3 separate regions of the Mus musculus genome follow, and regions 2 and 3 are each linked to region 1. A link is a contact called in public Hi-C data. All regions are on one chromosome and are shown on one strand. Each heading gives the region's core, a stretch centred on a gene start, on an enhancer-like site or on the middle of the called end of the contact. The rest is flanking DNA. Distances are from core to core; before and after follow the strand shown. Region 1 overlaps Gap43 (growth associated protein 43). Region 2 has its middle 40 kb from the start of Gap43. Region 3 holds the start of Gap43 (growth associated protein 43).

Region 1 (4,939 bases), core at 898-3,397:
AGTGAGGGTAGGATTAATTTAGGCTGCCTGTAATTGGTCCCTCAGAAACTGCAATCTAGGGATTTGATAGACAGAGTTGGAAACTCTTGAGAGAAATGGGTAATATGCTCTTTCTAGGTAAGTACAAGTATAATGATTTCAACTTAGATTTCAATCTTCTTAGGAAACTTAGATGTCACTTTGACCGAGGCATAGCGGGTCTCACAGAGTCCTTTCATCTCCTGGAATGGTCTGTAACATGTTTTACTGTGTGTCAATATGGATGAGAGTTTGGTCTTTCATCAGCTATTCAGCTGGGACCAGTTTTCAAAACTGTTCAGCCCACTGTACTCGAACAATCCCCAGGACGGGCTGTGCGTGTGTGTATTCTAATGAAAAGTGACGTGTCTTGTAGGATCACCTTGAACAGTCACATAATGAGTTAGGCTCATCGTGGAGGAGACAAGGTAACCCAAGGAGCTCGTTTCATTGTCATACAGATAACTTTCCTTTGCTAGCAGGTGTGACTTACGCAAGAGCTCTAGGCGTTGTAAAGAATACTGGTATATAAAAGTAAAAAGAAAAATGCTGTTGTTCAGTGTACAATCTGGAAGCAATGTAAGGCCTTTAAAAAGGAGCAAGCAAGCAAACAACAAGCAAACAAAACGAACTCCTGGCCCCAGAGCTATGTGAAAGTATGTGTTTGACTGGAAACACAGTCTAATTGCAGAGAGTAAGTTCAGATGTCACCAGGGTGGCAGGTATCTGAATGAAGGAAGTGAACTTAATTAGGCAACATTGCTATAGCACCAGGGAGGGGAAGGTGACTGTGTTAGACCTTAAAATGTTCAGACCTGAAGTGATTGGGGCTTTAAACTAAACAATGGCAGATGCTTTTGCTACATTAAAATAGTATGACAACTGATGTCATAGTATTTTATGGATTCAAAGGTCTTAGATATAAGATAAGACCTTATCCTATAGAGATAAGGCCACTGCAAAGCATTACCTGCTCTCGAAATCCATTTCACAATGTAACATTAATTTTAGTTCATCCACTCCCATGACTTCATGACTTTGGTAAACAATATTTCTAGACTTAGATTTTGGTTACCTTTAAAAGGACTTAAAAATACAATTAACTTCAGAAAGGCTTCAAAGTAGGACCTTGCCACAGCAAATCGTTCCTGAACCAATTGTGTGCTTTGCTTTGGATTCGTGGCTGGTCCGCAGACCTCAAGGTCGGGAACAGTATTACTCTGTTGCCCTCTGCTGGGGAAAAATGGGAAGTTCACCAAGAAACAATGGCGCCCAGGCCTTTTCAACGCAAGGAATTTGGGTGACACTGAAGTCCAAAGCAGCCTTCAGGCACATTCATTTAATGCTGATCACAGGCCTCCCAGTCAGGTACACTTCGGCATTATGTCTGTATTCCTTAAGTAAAAGGAGTAATTGGATTTTTTTCTGCAAGAGTGTAAAGCTAAATTTTAAAAGTAGTTCAGAAAAATAGTCCGGCTTTTTCCTTGGCTTGAGCGCTGGGGGCTCCTTTCCAGAGCACCGTGTGTGCTTCATCGTGGGTGGTGAACATCTTGCCACCAGAATAAACTAGGGTGGGGCTCCGAAGTCATTTCTAAGCTCTGTTCGATTTATTATTATTATTTTTAATGGCGAGGAAATGTGCATTGATACTCATGACTGATTTCTCTTGTCTCAAATTATCGAGTTAATGCCTTGGTGTTAAATTAGATTGAGAGTGTTCTCTTTGGTGTTCCTTTGGTTTTCTGCTCAGCTGACTTTTTTTCTCCTGCTAGAGGTGAAAGATTCTCTGTAATTAAGAAAGGGGTGGGGCGGGTGCTAAGAGATAAAGAGAGAGATGAGCTGTGAATTGTCACGTGTGCAAATTGATGACAAACTTCTCAAAGAAAACGATGGGAGCCAAGTGAGGTAAGAAAAAGGGACATTACATTCTAATGGTCCTTTTTTATTATTATTTTAAAGGATCAATAATATGTACATGATGCTCTGCCTGCGGTTTCCATAACAACCCGCCTCATTGAAAGACGGCAGGCTCCGCAAATCTCCAATTATCAGCCTTCCAGGGCTTATTAATGGAGCCGAGGATCCCAGTGAAGCAGGCAGCTCATTGTTGGCACGTGCCTGGTGGGCTGGCAAGAGGGTGGGAGCAGAGTGAAGTGGAACTGTGTAGCGAGCCAGCAGCCATTTGTCCCCTGTCGCTTCTGGGGGGTGGGGGGAGATGCAGCCACTCAAGAGACCTGAGCACATCTTCTGAAGCCTCCTGGGGCTGTACTGATGTGGCAGGCAGCTGAGGGCGGAGGGTGTAGACTGCCCTTTCAGCTACATACCAACCGTCATCCTCCTGTAGTAAATCTACAAGAATATAGTACTTGCTCCATTTGTCTATTGAAGTCCCATAATTTATTGAGGATTCTTCACAATAACAATTGTGACTCTGTTCCCAATGCTATCTATCCCAAGTCTTAATTAAAATGTGAAAACAACCTAATTCGTATCTGATCACTTCGAATTTGTCAGTCCTTGGTCTGACAATCATCTATTAGGTCCTTACGAAAAGTCATTGGAAGAGCAAAGGACTTAGTAGAGAATACCGTTAATCTTAGCACTCCAGAAATAGAGGTGAGTGGAACTCTGAGTTCAAAGCCAGCCTGGTCTACAGGGAGAGTCCCAAGACAGCCAGGACTACCCAGAAATCCAGTTTCAAAACAAAACAAACAAACAAATAAAAACAAAGCAAACAAAAACACCAGAAAACCAGTTTTTAAAAGGAGCAAGCAAATATAACACTGATGAAAACTATAGATTATTTATGCTTTTGTTCTAGAGTAATTGCTAAATTCTGTATATGTAGTAACTTCCTGAAGCCACAGTCACTCTGTGCTTAGGCTATTATTTACTTTTATAGATACAGAAGGGAGCAACAAAACTTCATGTGTGTGGATGGATCAGAGTCTCAGTCTCTCTCCTCTCTATAACCCTCACATTAATACTTTTATTTTCCTATAAAATAAAGTCAGATTAGAATAAAAGGGACCAACTGAGCTCTATAGTCTAATGTGATTAAGGAAATGGTTACCCTAATGTTTGATTAATAATTGCTATCTATGTTATTATTGGATTTCCAATTGGGGGAGGTTTAGATATAATAAAACATATGCAACATTAGAAATAGAGTAATTGCAGTCATAAAATGTGTCAGGAGCATTATACAGATATCAGTTTTTAGTGTAATGCTGAAGTATTAGTTGATAAAGACTTCCGTTTGACAGAATGTAAGATCATCTGGCTTTGTAGCACAGAAATGTCTGCCTTAACATTTTCAATAGTCCTTTTCACACACCACCACCGAAATTCAGCGTAATCACAAAAGAAATCTTTTGGGGTCCTCCAAAAATAAAGAAGTTTGAGGGAGTCATTAACTATTCAGAATCATGAGACTGCTTTGAAACACCTGAGTATTACATTAAGCAGAAGAATGGAACGTGGCCCGCCTTTGCAGGGACTCAATCTGCGGCTGTCACAATGTGCTACGAGACCAGACCAGCCTTGGCTGGATCCTCACAAAATTGCTCAAATAATACTATTTGTGAATTTGGACTCTAGGACTTGGAATAGAATTTGATAACCGAGTCATCTTTTCCAGGATAAAGTGATAGGTGCATTTACTGCTTAGCCATCTATGTGCCTCACACACCAAACAACCCTACCAGGGGGTGTTTGTAGCTGAGGAGGCTGAGGTGTAGAAAGGTTACATGAGGTGATGAAGGCGCCACATTTAGGAAGTGACAGGTTCCAGATTCAGACTTGTGCTCTCTGGCTCTTGAGTATTTCTTTCTCAAAAGGGTTGCCTATACTCAGACACCAATTTCCTTATTTCTCCCTGTCCCTGTCCCTGTCCCTGTCCCTGTCCCTGTCCCTGTCCTTCCCCCTGTCCCTCCCCCTCCCTCTGTCCCTCCCCCTCCCCCTCCCTCTGTCCCTCCCCCTCCCCCTCCCTCTGTCCCTCCCCCTCCCTCTGTCCCTCCCCCTCCCCCATCCCTCCCCCTCCCTCTCCCCCTCTCCCCCTCCCTCCCTCCCTCCGTCCCTCCATCTCTCCCTCCCTCTTTCTTTTAATTCCTAATGACCATATCCATCTTCCCAGCTTCAATTTAAAGAATTTTGTCCAAGGGCTGGAGAGATGGCTCAGTGGTTAAGAGCACTGACTGCTCTTTCAGAGGTCCTGAGTTCAATTCCCGGCAACCACATAGTAGCCCCATGGTAATGGGACCTGGTGCCCTCTTCTGGTATATCTGAAGGCAGTGATGGCATACTCATATACATAAAATGAATAATTTTTTTTTAAAGAATCTTGTCCAAAATCACAGATTTCTTCCATAGTGGGAAATGCAATAGTCAGTTTGGAGTTTTCAGCTTTGCCTAGCATTTGATGGTTAACCTGTCAGTTCCTACTGTACTTGGAAATACTTTCACCACTGGTCTTTGATTATGTCTTAGTTTCCTTTCTGCTGCTGTGATAGAATGACTAAAAGTCACTTAGAGAATGAGAAGGTTTAGTTCATCTTACAAACTGCAGTTCATCATTGGGTCCAAAATTGGGGGAATCAGAGACTTGGAGGCAGGAACTGAAGCCGAGACCATAAAGGAGCATGGCTTTCTCCTAGGCTCACATCTGGGTACCTTTCTCATACCTTCCTTATATCTCCTGTCTGCCCAGGGGTGGAACTGGCCATGCTGGGTCCTCCTGCATCAAGCAACACTCAAGAAAATACTGTACAGATATGGCTAGAGCTATTTCTTCAATTGAGGTTCCCTCCTCTCAGAAGTCTCTGCTTTGTGCCAATGCTAACAAAACTCACAGGCACATAGTACGTTACCTAGTCTTATCCCTTAACCCTGGATTCAATCATTTTCTTTCTTCTTACTTCTA
Region 2 (4,939 bases), core at 1,272-3,771, 100 kb before region 1:
TTCTCATGCCTTGCCCACGGCTTGACGCACCTCTGACCTTCATCATGTTTCATATTCTTGCATCACTAGGCAATCAGTGCATACAGAGGCTCGGAGACATCTCTTCTCTGAACTGGAAAAGAATATTTGAAATATTGTGAAGGCAGTTTGTTGCTTGATACATGGCAGATCTAATGATAGTGGGTCTCTCTCTCTCATTCTCTCTCTCTCTCTCTCTCTCTCTCTCTCTCTCTCTCTCTCTCTCTCTCTCTCTCTCCAGGAGAAAGTGGTTACTTTTAGCTCAAAATTTCAGGCTATAGTTCATCATTTTGAGAAAGTCAAGGCTGAAACTTGAAGCAGCTAGCCATATCCTATCCAAAATCAAGAGCAGAGAGAGAAAGTAACACATAGATTCTCACCTGATTGACTGCCTGCACTCAGATCAATTTCTCTACGCTCATGCTGCCCAAGAAATCCTTTCACCTAGAGAATGATGCCACCCAGAGTGGAATGGGTTTTTTTCCCATCAATTAGTTAAGTTAATATTCCATAAACAAGACTGCGTGCCGACACAATGGACACAATCCATCACTGAGCAAGTTATAGTTTTTAATCTTCTCCATCACTAAAATAAAGACACATATTGATTACCCCTATCATAAAAGCTAGGGGAAGAAAGGCATACAAAGTAAGTGGAGCAATACAGGTGGAGCATGACCTCCACTTATTCTTTAGAATTATTAAACATCTAGAATAATCAGGCATCTATGCTTTTCCAACTGATTTCCAGTGTTCTGTGTCTAACAGAGCTCATGATATAAACTTGAATCTGTTTCTCAAAGTACCTACATGGTCTCTTACTTCACTTTTCTAAGGTATTTATCAAAAATTACCAAGGCTCAGGATGTATTCTATACTATGGAACCACTGATTTACAGAACATTTATATCTGGACTTTAATAAGCTCCCTGGGTAATTTTTATGCACAATGAAATTTAAGATATATTGCTCTGGACTGTAAGACCTCCAAGATAGGAATGGAAATATATTTGTCACTGTAGCCCTGCCAGTTTTAAGTATAATAGGTGGTCATATAATACCTTTGAGTAAACAAAGGCATAAAGAGAAATTATTTCTGCCTTGATCTCCTTTGTAGCATGTCTTCATCTTCGAGGGCCTTGGTGGCCTGTGTGTAGAATGAGCAAAGCAAGCTTTAAGCTACACCTCCTGATGGGAAAGAAGCTTTTCTGCATCAGAAATGCCCCTTTCAAAATGATCCAGAAGGACTTTTAAGAAAAGCCCCTTGGGAGCTAATTAAGAAGCCAGAGGCAGACAGTCAGTCGGCTGAATTAGATCATTGGCAAACCACTGAACTCAAGGATGAAAATCACAGAGCTGGAACAGCCATGGAAACCCCAAGGCAGAGGGTATATAGGCCGATAGCAGAAGTCAGATAGATAAGCAATCCTAGGCAGTAAACAAGCAGCCAGAAAGACTAAGGCAGCCATGTGTCTAGTCTGTAAAAGCATTAAGCTTCTAGAGAGAAATGGGGATGTGAAGCACTTCTGAGTCTTTTGAGCCGTGGTTGACAGAGCTGGGGGGTATAGGAGCAGTAGCAGGGCACCAATGGAGCAGAGATGCCTGAGCAGTAAAGTGTAAAACTAAACTCAGTTGGTGACCTGCTTTTAAAAAGATTTTTTTAGTGTTGGTGGGTTTTACCCACTGAAACAAACACCTGAGGCTTCCTCGGGGCAAGATGGAAATAGTTCTCCCCGAAGAGGTAATTGTTATAAATTGCTTCTTATGATGATCATATAACCACATTTTTGTTCTTATGCTCTTTGTTTAAATCACATTGTAGTGGAGCCCCTGGGGAATGATGTTCCGAGCTGTGTTCCCACCTCTTCCTATATGCTTATTATTTTCCAGAAAATTCTTTTCCAGCTTAGGTAAACACCTTTGGACTAACCAATTTAGCAAGAAAAATGTGGGAGATGCTCCCAAGAGTTAGTCGTATGGCTGCTGAAACTTTACAGGAGGTGAGCTGTGCAGATGGCAGGGGACCTGTGACAGTGCTCTGGTACCTATTGCTTCATCCACAGCCTCGCACATCATTCTGGGAGGCTGGCCAGAGTGAGTGATGTAATTGCTCTGAAATAAAGGAGGGAGTCCCAGTGTCTCTCCTGTCTCTGCACACTCAGGCATCATCCCTCCTCAGTTCACTAGACCCTCGATAGCATTAAAAAAAGCCTAGAAAGTGGCAGGGAATCCCCTAGAACTCCTTTAAGAGGCAAACCTTCTGGCCCAGCCTTGCAGAAACAATACAGATGTCAGCTGAAGCCTGCCAAACAAAGAAGCAAATCCCTCTTAGAAGAAAGACCAATTAAAGAATTAAAAGGGAAATGGGGAAATCTTGATCAGAGAAGATGAGGGATATCTCCTGCATTCTTTAAAATGTTAGTCATCTATGCTGTTTTGTCTTAGCTTACGTGCTCCTAGGACTAGCAATAGTAAGCCTGAGAAAAAGTCACTGCAAGCCTGTGTAACCCACGGAAGGCCTGAGCCAACACTGCTGGGTGTGTGCTCATTCTCCCCTTTCTATTTATCTAGTACTCAAAAAATGTTGAATCTGTTTTCTGAGGGGAGGGCTCTTAGGATCCCAGGCTTTCCTAGAGATGTGAGGGTGGAAGATACCAGAGCAAAAGATAAGTTTGGAGAGCTGGCAACCAGTATTGGTAGGACCCTCGAACACCTAGGGTAACTTCCTAATAAACTCTGATGTATGAGGAGTTATTAGGTTAAACTTCCTAATAAAACTCTCATTCTACAGTTTTAGAAAGATATCCTGTTGAATCACATGTGTTTGTTCATGCAAAGGAAAAATATCCATTTGAGATACAGAAATGGCAGTCTCTTCAACCTTTAGACAACTTTTCATTAGCTGACACTATTGAATATCAGTCATTGGTCTATGCATTCTCCAAGAATTCTCTCATCCCATCTTTACAATGACCTTTTGTTGCAGGTCATCCTTTGGGACATTACCTTTCTTTCACATATGAGAAGGCAGGACTGGTAAGGTCAATTAAACTCCTAAGAGTGCAAACAGAGAAGTGGCAGAGGCAAGGCGTGTTCCAGGCTATTAGAGGTAGAGCTGGGCATGAATTTAAACCATGATATCGTCAAAATGTTATCTGTATGTCATAGTCCTGGGTAAAATATTCTTGTATTTAAGATCTTTAGGTTTTCAGACTGAGGGAAATATGTTATACCTTCTAAAATGTACACACATGAGAAAATACAAGGAGAGGCAGCCTGCTCCCAGTACTAACAGATCCTCTTCAAACTCAACCACTGAGGAATAAAAATACCAGTGGCGATTTCTTTTTACCTATCTGCAAAATATAGATATTCATATATGTACAAAAATTAAAATAAGGGTTGAGATAAAAACATCCTTCACCTTCCATGATTACAGCAGCTCCAGAGGTAAATTACTTACCTAGCATGCATATGTTCAATTTCCAACACTGCTAAGTAAGAAGGAAAATTAAAATACAGGCTTCTATTCAATATCTCTTGTTAATTTTCACCACAGCCTGGGAAAAGAAAAAAGATATAGTTTAGATAATAGGAGAATAAATATAACAAATTTGTTTGTGATATTATTCAACATTCTCCTTAAATCACTTGAATGATTCTGCATGAAGTTGTAATGATGCAAGCTTTGAGGCAAATTGCTTATTTTCTTGATTTTCAAAAAGAATATTTTTACATTTTGATGATTTTCTGAACTGGCGGCTGCCTTATAGTCAGTGTGAGCAATTAATGTAGAATTTTTTACTTTCCTTCTATCCTACAAGAGGCCACCATTAAGAGTTTGGTGTATGTTAGAATTTAACATAGAAGAAATGTTGCTGCATTTTATATTTGTCTTAAGATTTAGACTATAATGCCTTTTAACCATTAGATTTGCCCAGCCAACCCCTAGCCATAACAGAAAAAGCACTGAGGAGCTCTTAAAATTTGTAGTTTAAGCTATAATTGTTAGCTATATTTTAAGTACCGTGTCTCATGGGAAAGGACCAAAGCTTATTCCAGAGCTGATGCAGAGAAGATACAAGGTGAGTTTAAAACATATTGCTGTGATTCAAAGTGGCTGATAAAGTAACCAAGACCTGGACAAAAGTCACAGTGCTCAACACAAAAGGGCTCCCTTACTAAGCGTGGAGAACCTTATGGCAGAAGTATACAGTGCTTTGCTATAACTTACTGAATAAAGCACCAATGGATTCATAGAAAAACGTAAAATAGTTGACTAATGCCTCCAAGTTACTATATGGAAAAAAGGCCAAAATTAGAAAAATTGTTAAATAGTTGTAACAATTGGGAAAGAATCATTATGGAAATGTTTTCATGGCTGGTGGAAATTTAATGAGAAAATTTCTCATGTTAATATGAAGGGGAGAATAATAACTTCACAGTGGACCAACTGGACACATAGTGCCTCAACTAAGTGACCAGAATTAATGTCGCCAGTTATACCACAGCCTGATATTGAGTGCCACTTGATGTAGCACATACGGAGTAATCCACTTCTCATGTATTATACCTGATGGAAATTTGTCACCTGCCTGGGTACCTGGAGAAATATCAGGTTAACTCTCAACACCACGCCTATATTAAAAATATTAGCTTCATAGAAGACATTGAATACTGTTTCAGATGAAAGGGCAAAAGCATTGTTTATAACTTAATGAAATACATTATCCTGGCTGTATTCTGAGTAAGGGATGGGGCAGAAGGGTTGCTACAATGAAAAGTGATGAAATAATTGGCAATGTTTGCTAATAAACCTTATAATAGATAATAGTACAGAATAAATGTCATATTGAATGAAATAATTGCCCTAAATTTATACAAGGATGTATATTTGTTTTCAGGAAATGCTGAAGCACTG
Region 3 (4,939 bases), core at 853-3,352, 65 kb before region 1:
AATCCTTACCCAGGGCTGATTCCATTCCTCCTTTTTCTGACTGTAGTCTGCCACATTGTTTTTCAAGTTCCTTCCCATAAACAAAACAGCAAGGAAAGCTAGGAGAGATTCTGAGGTAGCGGAGGACAGAGAAGGGAAAGACAATGATCTTATGGCTTGAGCAATAAACCCCATTTTAGTGGTAAAAGGTAAAAGAAGTTATTTCTTCTCCGACACTCACAGCTCTGCAGGCAGGCCGGGCTTCCTCCCTTTGGTCCTTTCTAGCACTAGAAGACTGATTCTAATCCCTAGCTTCAATGTTTCCATTAGGAGTCACTTCTCATCCATTCTCTGCCCTCTTCTGTCACTTATGTCCATGGAAGCTGGTTTTGAAGACTCAGCTCTGACAGGGATTATTGCAAAGTTAAGAGACTATTAAACCCAGAATGTAGGTATTTTTTTTAAAGAAAATCATAAAGTATGAAAACCAAGGAACACAAGGAGGGGGGGGGGCAACAAATGGCTTCGCGTTGTAAATTGGGTCACTCTCAGAGAGACGCCCTAGTGTTAATTTCTAACCATCATCCCTAGTATCACCATCACTGACTCTGGCCATCTTTTAAAAGGCGTGCCCCTTAATCTATTAAGTAGGCTCTCAGCAGTTCCAAAATAAACATGATAGCACGTTGTCTGCCCGTTGTCTGTTAAAAAAAGTTCATGTCTAGGAGGGATAAAGAACAACATGAGCTATTTAATTAGATACTTGTCATCAGTAATGAACAATAAGAAATCATCTGGAAAGTTCTTTGACGTAGTCACTTAGAAATGTTACCAACATTTCAGAAAAGTTGTCTGTAAAACTACCTATGTCAAGAGTGGCTCCAGAGTGTCCTGTGCACATTGCCTCCCGTCCTAAAATGTGTTGGCATGACTGACATTATTATAGCCACTTTATAGATGTAAAGGGCTCTCCAAGGCCACACAATACCAAATGTCTAAACTTTGCACAATACAGATTTACAAGTCATATCGCCCCCCTCCCCCCAGAATAGCAGAGGCACTAGAAGGAACTGAGGTGGACTTCATGGTATGCATCTTTCCTCAAGACAGAGTTTACCTGTGTCCATTGCTCTCAGAATGTAAGACATTAAATGTTAGTGTTACAGAAATCTGTCATTCACAGACACTAAGCTAATTAGAAAGAATCACAACTGTCAAAGAAGCTTGTGTGCATAAGCAAATAACCCACTATGTAGTTTTAGATATGGAGTCTAATTCCTAGACCATAGTTTATTCCACATTCAAGTGCTCAGAATGCTTGACTGCTGTGTGTGTGTGTGTGTGTGTGTGTAGCGTACTGACACATTTGTAGGTGATATATTTGTGCATAGCTAAGAGTATCATATGTGTGCAGTTAGGTTATATAAATAAAATCAGTTAGTGTTGAGAAAACTGAACCTCCATGATTATCAACTGCGCGTAAAATCTAATGGCAGCTGTAACTTATGTGCACCTCTAGGTCCTCTTTGCATTTTCCTTCTTGTGGTACTGGGAAAGAGGAGAGTTAGAAAAGAAACAGGAGCATTCCTCGGGCCCCACTTCCCTAAAACATGTTCCATCCAATCTCTCCAACTCTCTGGAATATCCTTTCTACCCCCACCCCATAGCCCTCCCAATGCAGTGCGGAAAGTCAGTGGGTAATTGGGTCCAGATTGGAGGTGTTTAAATATTCATGAGGCTGGCAGGGGACTGGGAGGGGGTGACTGTCTAGAAATGGGGGTAGGGGCTACGGGAAGTGATTAGTCACTGGAAGCTAGCAAACAATTCTGAGAAAGGGACCCAGGGAGAAGGAAGAAAAAGATTGGGTGGGGAGTGGAGGAAAGAGGAGAAGGAAGGAAGGAAAAGGAGAGAGGAAGGAAAGAGGAGGAAGGGACGAGAGGGAGAGAGAGGGGGAGAGAGGGAGAGAGAGAGAGAGAGAGAGAGAGAGAGAGAGAGAGAGAGAGAGAGAGAGAGAGAGAGAGAGAGAGAGAGAGAATGTGCGTGTGCGGTGAGCAATAGCTGTGGACCTTACAGTTGCTGCTAACTGCCCTGGTGTGTGTGAGGGAGAGAGAGAGAGAGAGGGAGAGGGAGGGAGAGGGAGGGAGGGAGGGAGAGCGCGCTAGCGCGAGAGAGCGAGTGAGCAAGCGAGCAGAAAAGAGGTGGAGAGGGGGGGAATAAGGAAGAGAGGAGGAAAGGAGAGAAGGCAGGAAGAAGGCAGGGGAAGATACCACCATGCTGTGCTGTATGAGAAGAACCAAACAGGTAGAGCTAAAGATTTCTTTTTTACTTCTTTGCTGTTGTGAAATTATCAGAGTACAGGGTTTCCTCGTGAAAGGCAGAAAAAAAAATTTTTTTTTTTAAAAAAAAACTGCTTCTGCCCTGGCATGATGCTCTGGCTTCCTTAGCATACGGTAACTGATGCTTGCATCCCGGCGTTATTCTTTTCTGCCTTTCATGATCTGGTTTTTGGAATGCTGCTACTAATTAGGGTAAGGGGAGAGAAATATGCCGGCTTGGCTAGAAATATGATTCCCCTCGCCTATTAGTAAGTGCTCAGCCGCTAGGTCTCTGGTTTTGAGGGTGTGGATGCAGAAAGGGGTGTGGGGACGATGTGGGCTCTATCTACGAGATCAAAAAAGCTAATCTTGATATTATTTGTGGAAAATTAGGTCTGGGGGAATTATAGTCACATTTCAACATTGCCTGTTCCGTGATTCAAATTTTCTCACATGTGCCGCGGAAGATACCTGATTTCGTGCTCGCGTGAGCTTCAAAGGGGCGCAGGTGTATGTGGGAAAACATGTGAAGGTTTTATTTATTTATTTAACGAATGAATGAAACTGATTTAGGAGATTTTTTATTTTTTAAAGAGAGCCTAAAGACAACAAGGGTTGGGGGAGAACTGCCTATGCCGAGGGGGAAAACCCCCTTCCTGAGATCAGGAACGGATTGTGTGCCAGCTGGTCCGGGAAGAGGATGGACCACGCCCCTAGGAGCTTTGAGCTGAGATGGGATGGGAAAGGGGAGCCGAGCCCGTATTACCTGTTGGAAACCGGGGCTTTTCTCTTTCCCCTCTTCCTGTGAGTCTTTGCTGGCATTAGCAGTGACCTGAGGTGTGTTAATATCCTGGAGGAGGGTGACTCGTGGTCCTCAGGATGAGGGACTGTCCAAGAGGAGCTAGAATCCCAATCCCCCACCTCCCCTCCCCCACCGCCTAGATTATTTTTTTCCATTTTATTTCAAATTGCTCACTTATTTCGTGAAAGACGTTTTAGAAACTTAATTGAGGTGAGGGTGCTTGGGATCCTGCAGTCATCCACAGCACAGGAACGCTCTCCAAATGTAGCCTTCAAACACCCCTAGGAGCATGTTTGAGTGATTTTTAGAGAAGGTTAAGAAAGAAAAAAATGGGTGTGGGGTTGGAATGAGTGTGTGTGCCTGTGTGTGAGTGTGCCCATGGCGGGGTGGGGTGGGATGGCAGTCGTGGTTGTAGACCCCCTCTGCAAACTGATTGCTGTAAGGGCGGGGTGCAAGACAGGGGTATTTGGCATTATTCTTGTGCAGGTATTGGAAATTGGACAATTTGTTAGACACTTTCTGAATCCAAAGGGGATGGGGGAGGGTACAGAGGAAACAGCCCTTCAGCCTGGCCACATGCAGCCAGCGCCCTGGAAGGAGGGGTGGGGGGTGGGGAAGAGGAAGGACTAGAAAAAGAGGTAAAAGCCAAATGCCAAAGTAGTTAGAGGAGAAGCAAGCCTACAATAAACAAACAAGCAAATAAATAAATGCAGATCCTTGGCTGTGAAGGGGTGAATGGAGAAAAGTCTGGCAAGGCGGGGCAGGGGGGGTGTTGCTGCCTGTATTTCTCTAACTGCTCTTGGTTCCAGAAACTGATACTTCCATTGGAACATTTGTAAACATTTATTCCCATGTCTTCCTTCATTTTGATATATGAATGTAACAGATACAGGTGCCAGGGGGTTAAGCACACCCTCAGAAAAAGGTTGCAAGATGACTGCACTGGCCAGCTGGTAAAATACAATTTAGGAAGGTGGAGCCTTAAGGAAACCAATGCTATTCGTTTTAAAGGCTTGGATTTTGGAAAGAAAAGTGTGGCTGGCTGACAGCTTGTTCCCACCCTATTTTTGTGCATGGGAGTATCCACACATATCCTTCAGTAAAGGGAACCAAGCATGGTTTATAGACAGGGAATTGGGGCTAACGGAATTCCCTCCCAAAAGAATGAGGACAGCTGCTTCCACTAGCTTCCTCTCACTGACAGCCCGGAGCACACACTCTGATGTGCAAAGTGATGAAGATGAAATTACGTGTTTAGGGACTTGTAGGAATTTGCATGTAAATGTGTACAGCATGCACATACTTCCAATGCAACCATTACGCATGTGCTCTGTATGGATTTCACATGCCTCCCTGTGCTTTAGCATCACTGATGTGAAGGAGGAAATGGAATGTCTAGCAACGGTTCTTTCTACGCACATGTTTTATGAATAGGTTCTTAGGTATGAAATGGTTATGTGCCTCCATGTAGCAACATTACTTGTCATTTGCATATGTCAGTATTTAAGGTATTATTAAACCAGACAGAAGGAAATGGTGTCTTCAGGGCGTGGGCTCATATTACATTGACTGGTATTCATATAGTATGGATACTTAAGTCTCGTGCTGGCTTCCTTCTTGTGAAATGACCCTCTATCATTCCAGTCAGAATCCAAGGGTTTCGTTCCTTCTCCTGGAAGGTGTTTATCACTCCAGCTTTTTTAACAGGGACTAAAATGAGGGCAGGAACCTGCAAAGGTCTAACTCTGCCACACCCATGAAATCCAGCAGGGATGTGGGAGGGGGACTGGAGGGCTTGCACTTCCTTCCCCTTCCACTTGAGCAGCAAAAGCAAGCAGTCTCA

What was found. Hi-C and Micro-C count contacts between places; a contact is called where the count stands out from the background.
Region 2: a contact with region 1 is called in a Hi-C map of the N1E-115 cell line, with 5 times the contacts expected there. The contact joins two enhancer-like sites. A contact is called at or near these places in 3 of 484 Hi-C or Micro-C datasets (the N1E-115 cell line, immediate neuronal precursor and olfactory sensory neurons) and 3 of 9 other capture datasets (adipose tissue, embryonic stem cells and pancreatic islet).
Region 3: a contact with region 1 is called in a Hi-C map of the N1E-115 cell line, with 8 times the contacts expected there. The contact joins the promoter of Gap43 here to the enhancer-like site in region 1. A contact is called at or near these places in 1 of 39 promoter capture datasets (macrophages), 14 of 484 Hi-C or Micro-C datasets (the N1E-115 cell line, brain, cerebellar granule neurons and 8 more), 2 of 115 datasets of contacts at active chromatin or transcription factors (embryonic forebrain and embryonic stem cells) and 3 of 9 other capture datasets (adipose tissue, liver and pancreatic islet).

The regions. Positions count from the first base shown.
Region 1 is chr16:42,272,954-42,277,892 of GRCm38.p6, reverse strand. All of the region lies in intron 2 of Gap43 (growth associated protein 43), which reads left to right. Among named protein-coding and RNA genes, the nearest start is that of Mir6540, 28 kb to the left of the region's middle. Within about 2 kb of position 2,147, at least 50 of the 459 cell types and tissues checked have an H3K27ac peak or open chromatin away from gene starts, as enhancers often do. A contact at or near this core is called in the N1E-115 cell line, brain, cerebral cortex and 3 more, where this site is marked.
Region 2 is chr16:42,377,998-42,382,936 of GRCm38.p6, reverse strand. No RefSeq gene overlaps it. Among named protein-coding and RNA genes, the nearest start is that of Gap43, 40 kb to the right of the region's middle. Within about 2 kb of position 2,521, at least 10 of the 459 cell types and tissues checked have an H3K27ac peak or open chromatin away from gene starts, as enhancers often do. A contact at or near this core is called in the N1E-115 cell line, where this site is marked.
Region 3 is chr16:42,337,814-42,342,752 of GRCm38.p6, reverse strand. It overlaps Gap43 (growth associated protein 43), which reads left to right and starts at 2,102. Exons shown (of 3, transcript NM_008083.2): 1 at 2,102-2,280. The coding sequence starts at 2,251.